2 separate regions of the Mus musculus genome follow, and region 1 is linked to region 2. Evidence: chromatin contacts called from public HiChIP or PLAC-seq data. All regions are on one chromosome and are shown on one strand. Each heading gives the region's core, a stretch centred on a gene start, on an enhancer-like site or on the middle of the called end of the contact. The rest is flanking DNA. Distances are from core to core; before and after follow the strand shown.

Region 1 (3,024 bases), core at 326-2,825, 120 kb after region 2:
AAGAGTTTCTGTTCTCTTCTAGAGATATTGTATAGGCAGAAGATCTAGGCTTGGGGTATAGGGTGGCACTTGTCCAAGTCCCAAGGCCATCAGTGGTAAAGCTAGGATTCGAAGCCTACACTTGTGGCAGAGGGCTGTGGTGCACAGTGGCCTAAGCCAGCCCGATAGTGTTCTTTTGGCTATTGCCAGATGTTGGTGAAAATGCTGGCTGGGGCTAAAAGGGAAAGCCTGTTGGACAAGGCCACTGGGGCTGCAGAGGAAACAGAATGCACCTCTAACTGCAGCAGGCAAAACCTCTCTTCTTCCCTGCAGCTGGTGCACACGATCTCCACTCTGTAAAACAGTCCGCCCTTCACTGGTTCTGTTGGCGCTGGGCTCTGGTATATCCCTCTAACCTGCCTTTCCTAAGAGCACACAAGAGCCTGTCACAGGGACTCTGGTTTGGTGGGAAGAGAAAGTGAACTGTCCTGGGTTAAGACTGAGCTAGGAATGTGCCTCTCAGCAAAGGACTGGATAGGAACCTCAGCTGCCCCTCCCTGCCAAGTGAAGCTCAATGTGTTTAGTGATGATGCCCGCCAGGAGCCACGCCGTTGCTTAGAGGACACATTTACAGACCAAAGCCCTGGGTAACATACCAGGAAGGTCCCATGGTACAACAGGCTTCCTTTCCTTGGACTGGGTCAGTTTTTTTTTTTTAATTTTTAATTAACTAATTTATTTATTTTTTTGGTTTTTTTTCGAGACAGGGTTTCTCTGTACAGCCCTGGCTGTCCTGGAATTCACTATGTAGACCATGCTGGCCTCAGACTCAGAGATACACAGAATTCTGCCTCACAAGTACTGGGATTAAAGGCAAGTACACACTACCCCTTGGCTAGCACACAGTAATTTTTGTTATTGGTTTTGCATGGTTCTAACCATAGTGTGTGTGGGGTGTGTGTGTATCTTCATATCTTTTAAATTTTTATCATGGTTTAGGAATTGTCCATATGGTGCAGTCTTTTATAAAATGTGTTTTCTGGGGGCTGGAGAAATGACTCATCGGCTAAAGTACGTGCTGTGCAAGTGTGAAGAGCTGTCGGGATCTCCAGAATCCGTGTAAGAGCTGCACACAGCAGTGTGAATCTCCCGTCCCCGTGCTCTTAGTGAGAAGGGAAGAAGAGAGCTGCACACAGCAGTGTGAATCTCCCGTCCCCGTGCTCTTAGTGAGAAGGGAAGAAGAGAGCTGCACACAGCAGTGTGAATCTCCCGTCCCCGTGTTCTTAGTGAGAAGGGAAGAAGAGAGCTGCACACAGCAGTGTGAATCTCCCGTCCCCGTGCTCTTAGTGAGAAGGGAAGAAGAGAGCTGCACACAGCAGTGTGAATCTTCCGTCCCCGTGCTCTTAGTGAGAAGAGAAGAAGAGAGCTGCACACAGCAATGTGAATCCGCAGTCCCCATGCTCTTAGTGAGAAGGGAGGTAGAGACAGGAAAATCCCTGGAAGCTAGAAGGCCAATCAGCCTGGCACAAGCAGTTACACATGAAGGTGAGGGGGGCTGACACACAGGGCTGTCCTCCACACAAGTGCTGGGGCATGGCTGTGCCTATACTCACACACGATCATGCACCATGCACCCACACCCACGTTAACACAGACACTCACAAATATGCACAATGCTTTATGGCTTGCATAATCTTCCATCCCTGATCCATGATGGTTTACTTTCCCCTTCGGCTAAATACTAGTACTTTTTCATTACCAAAGCCAGTGCTATCTTTGTCTGTAGCTACTGTTCTGCATTTAGTGTTATTTCCTCATGATGGATCCCTGGGTGGATGCCAGGATCAAGGAGCCTGGATGTTCTGCCAGACAAACTGCTTTCTTGGAGGATCAGGTTGCCAGCTGACTCCTCCCACCCATAACATCTGCACAATGGCTGGATTTCCTGGGTGGTAAAGCCACTGTTCCTGACCAAAGGCTTAAAGGGCAAAGTTAATCCCAGACAAAAGAGCCATGCAATATAATTTTGCTGTCTGTTTTCCCTTGTGGCCAGTGTCTTCACACCCATGTGGCCAGAGGGAAGAGTGTTTCTGCAGGCACTGGAAGGGAGCCCTTGAGTAGGGTTCTAAAGAATGCATTGGGGCCTCCTGTGAAGCCACTCTCCTAAGTGTGGGGTCAGCAGTTAATGTTCCAGAATGCTCTGGTGGCTGGGTACTGTGCAGCCACCTGCAGTAAGGACAGAGGGGTCGTAGAGGGCAAGGCTGGGCCAGGAGGTATATGGGTGTATAGGAATACTAGCAGGTTCAACGTCAAGTCGGGTTTAATGCTGAAGGTCAGGTTTAAATCACAGTAGGTGCCCTTGCACTAGAGGTGATGAAAGGCTCTAGTGGAGCAGGTAAGAGACAGGTTAAGAGGGCCGTAGAGCTAAAATGAGAAGAAAGGGGAGGGGCCAGAATCAGAAGTGGCTTCAAGAAGAATTCAGGGGGTCAATCCTTCAGGGCCAGAAGAGATGGCCCATGAGGGACAGGGTTGGGGCAGGGGCAGAGCCACGACAATGCCTAGCCTCTGGGAGGCCGCAAACACCAATCACTTCCTCCTAGGATTCACACCTCCTTCTCTGGTATTAGTACAACCCTAATTTCGTTCAGGGAAGGCAACATCCCCAGCTCCAAGCATCTACACAAACAGCCCCAAGTCTGAGTGCAAGTCACAGTAGCAGCTCCAGCCTGTTAACTATGGGCAGCAACATTCTGGGCTTGAGGGTCTGGCCAGCTGCTCATCTGCAAAGGCTGAGCAAGAAGGGACTCCATCCATGCCTTCAAAGGCAGGGAGTCTTCCCAGGTACCTGCAAATAGGGCTGACTTCAGAATCAAGATTTAGGAAACAATGGCTAGAGGAAGCTAAGCAGTGTACAGATGATCCAGGCATCCTGAGAGCCTCAACAATTTACTCTGGGCAGCAGAAAGGGGGCTCTGGAAAGTTCCTCTGTTCTCCTAGGGATAGAGCCTGGGCACTTATGTCTGCTCATGCCCACATACCTCTCAG
Region 2 (2,796 bases), core at 37-2,536:
GCAGAGGTTTATTTTATGATGAAATAGATAATAATGTGAACACAGCACCTTCAGCAGGCTAAGGGAACCCTAATGCCCTGCACCCACAATTATTCCTATAGTCTTCTTGATAGCTGTCAGGCTGGGCAGAGGGCTGACTATGAATCGGACCAGCATCAAAAGCAGATAGGGTTCTCCTTACTGCTTCTCTGCAATGTGTTAGGTTCCAAATGGCCTCTGTGGGCCTTTTCAGTTGGTTACAGTGGGACTGATCTGCAGTTATACCAAAGGACGGTATTCACACCAATCCAGTGCTGTCGCGTTTGCAGCCATGCCCGAGGCTGGCTTAGAAGTTGGAGATGCCCCTGGCAGAGCTACTTCCTGCTCTTCATTCTCATAGTATGACTCTGTGGAACAAAAAGACTGAAAGGGGCTCTTGCATAGACCACTCCCTGTGAGATCCTCATTGTCTGATCCATGTGTTATTTCATCCATTCACTTATTCATTCATTCACACATTCATTAGTAGTGGCTTCATGCACAGTGAATGTGGCTCTGAGTCAGGCATAGGAAGAAGAGGAGAAAAACAAAGCATATAATCAGCTGACAGGAACCTCACTGAACACTCAATAAGTTCTGGTAGAATAATTGCTGGTCACCAACTTAGCAGATTGTAGGATGGTAACAGTTTAACCTTGAAAATGAGGGATAAATAGATGGACTTAGGAGGCTCCCAGCTTCACTTGTCCCCACTTTCACTTGAGGGGCAGCACTGTTGGAGAGAGAGCTCTAAACTTTCTCTGTAGGTGACACATGTCCATCTTACCTCTGCTCTGAGTCTCCTTGTCCTGGGCCAGCCTGCCAGTGGCAATGCAATGGTGATTTGCTAGATGCTGTGGAAAGTGGCAGGCTGAGACTTATACTAGTTTAAGATAGGAAACCATGGGGATGTGAGCATCGGTTAGAACTGTTAGGGTCAAAGGACATAAGCAACAAGAAGACAGGATACTTTGTTTTATCTCTGTTATTTCCACAGCCCTTGGAAGAGCATCAAGCCATAGACAGCGTAATGCTTCAAGAAGGAAATTAATGTGCAAATAAATAATTAACGAAATAAAGGGATGAGACCATGAGTAATTTCCAGGATCTGATTTCGGGACTACTTCATCCTGTGGGAAAACCAGCCCCTCCCTACTCACTTCCATCGACCTTCTACTTCAGCCATTAAGGTGAGGCTCACATAGGGGCCACCAGAGGGCGCGAGGCGGCTAGGTTTCCCACACGGAGGGCTTTTCCTGTGGCACCGCATTGGGCGGAGCCTACGAGCAGGCGCCCAGCGGCTGGACGCGGTAGAACGGCGGGCGGAACGCAGACCTGGGGTTCGGGCTGTTGCAGTGTCCGCCGGAGCGGTTTGGGAAGTGCACGGGGCGAAGATGGCGGAGGAGCGGCAGGACGCGTTGAGGGAGTTCGTGGCGGTGACTGGCACTGAGGAGGACAGGGCCCGTTTCTTCCTGGAGTCGGCTGGCTGGGACCTGCAGGTAGCGCCGCGAGGCGGGCCGCTTCGGACGGGCTGGGGAATACGGAGTGCGGCGTCGGCTCTGCGATCCCTACGCGGCCGAAGCGCACAGTCATCCCTGCGGGGCTGGGCCCTGCCTGGCCCAGGCCTCATGGTGCCTGGGGTCGCTTGCCACGCGTCACCGGCCTGGCTTGGAAGTTCATGGAGGCGGGCGGGCCCTGCTTTGCAGGGCCTCTGTTTTCCTGCGGGCTCGCAGTGTTGGCGAGACTTTGGGCGCTGCCGCAGTCCGCGTGGAGTCGTCGCCTGGGGGCGTGGCTGCCACGGCGAGTGCCTGCGGGTGGCCGGGTGGAATCGAGTGCCCTGCTTCCAGATGGAGCCCCACCGAGGTCGCGGTGGCCTTCCGATTCCGCTTCTGCAAGGATGCTGTGCTGGTGGGGGAAACCCTGCAAGGCATCAGCCCACGCCCCACTCTTGCCTAATTGCAGGGAGAAACTACCTGTGGGATTGTGGCGCACGTTTGGGGTCTCTGCACATTTCGTAGTTAACTGTAAAATGGGAATTTCTTAGGACTTACTGTCTTGTTCACTGGCATGTAGTAAATAGTCACTAAGGAATTAATTTAGAAGGCAAAGCTCCACCAGGCATAAAATGTTGCACACTTCTGATCCCTAGAGCAACACCCATCTCTTATTGCTCAGAAACACAGTAATTAATGTTAGAAAGAATTGATTGCATAAATGTCCTTGGCCAGCCTACATCTTAGGTAGATGACGATGACTAATATTTCTTGAGTACCTACAACAAGCCAGGCACTGTTCAGCATTACAGAATGTCTCATTTACATGTCTCACATTGCAGCTGAGACTTGGAGGATAAATAACTTGCTGAAGAGCTAACTACTAATTAAACAGGTAAAGACTAACCCTATCTTATGGATAAGGAATTGGACCCTCAAAGGGACACCGAATGTGCTCACTGTGTGAGCTTTCTGATGTAACCATGTCTACTGACTGTAATATTTAGCTTCCCAAACATTAGGGATCTTTATTCCTTTAACTCTTTCAGCACTCTGGAGGCAGAAGATCTCTGAGTTCGAGACCAGCCTGATCTACATAGTTCCAGGAGTAAATAGTCCCTCTTTCAAAAACATAACAAACAGAAAGATGCTCTTAAAGGCGCTGTGAAGCCTCTGTGCTGAGTGGAAATACATAAGAGAAAAGCTTCTATCCCAGTAGATCATCCGAACTGAGGCTCTTACCTGTGTGGTAACTTGACTAGCAGTGCCAGGACTTGAATGCAGG

What was found. HiChIP or PLAC-seq counts read pairs in DNA pulled down with a chosen protein or histone mark.
Region 1: an H3K4me3 HiChIP or PLAC-seq map of intestinal villus epithelium shows a contact between it and region 2, with 5 read pairs. The contact joins the enhancer-like site here to the promoter of Nsfl1c in region 2. A contact is called at or near these places in 2 of 39 promoter capture datasets (liver and pre-B cells), 1 of 484 Hi-C or Micro-C datasets (nephron progenitors), 2 of 115 datasets of contacts at active chromatin or transcription factors (bone marrow-derived macrophages and intestinal villus epithelium) and 3 of 9 other capture datasets (adipose tissue, liver and pancreatic islet).

What each region holds. Positions count from the first base shown.
Region 1 is chr2:151,614,931-151,617,954 of GRCm38.p6, forward strand. The region is part of intron 2 of Snph (syntaphilin); the gene reads right to left. Among named protein-coding and RNA genes, the nearest start is that of Snph, 16 kb to the right of the region's middle. Within about 2 kb of position 1,576, at least 34 of the 459 cell types and tissues checked have an H3K27ac peak or open chromatin away from gene starts, as enhancers often do. A contact at or near this core is called in intestinal villus epithelium and pancreatic islet, where this site is marked.
Region 2 is chr2:151,492,896-151,495,691 of GRCm38.p6, forward strand. It overlaps Nsfl1c (NSFL1 (p97) cofactor (p47)), which reads left to right and starts at 1,287. Exons shown (of 10, transcript NM_198326.3): 1 at 1,287-1,517. The coding sequence starts at 1,413.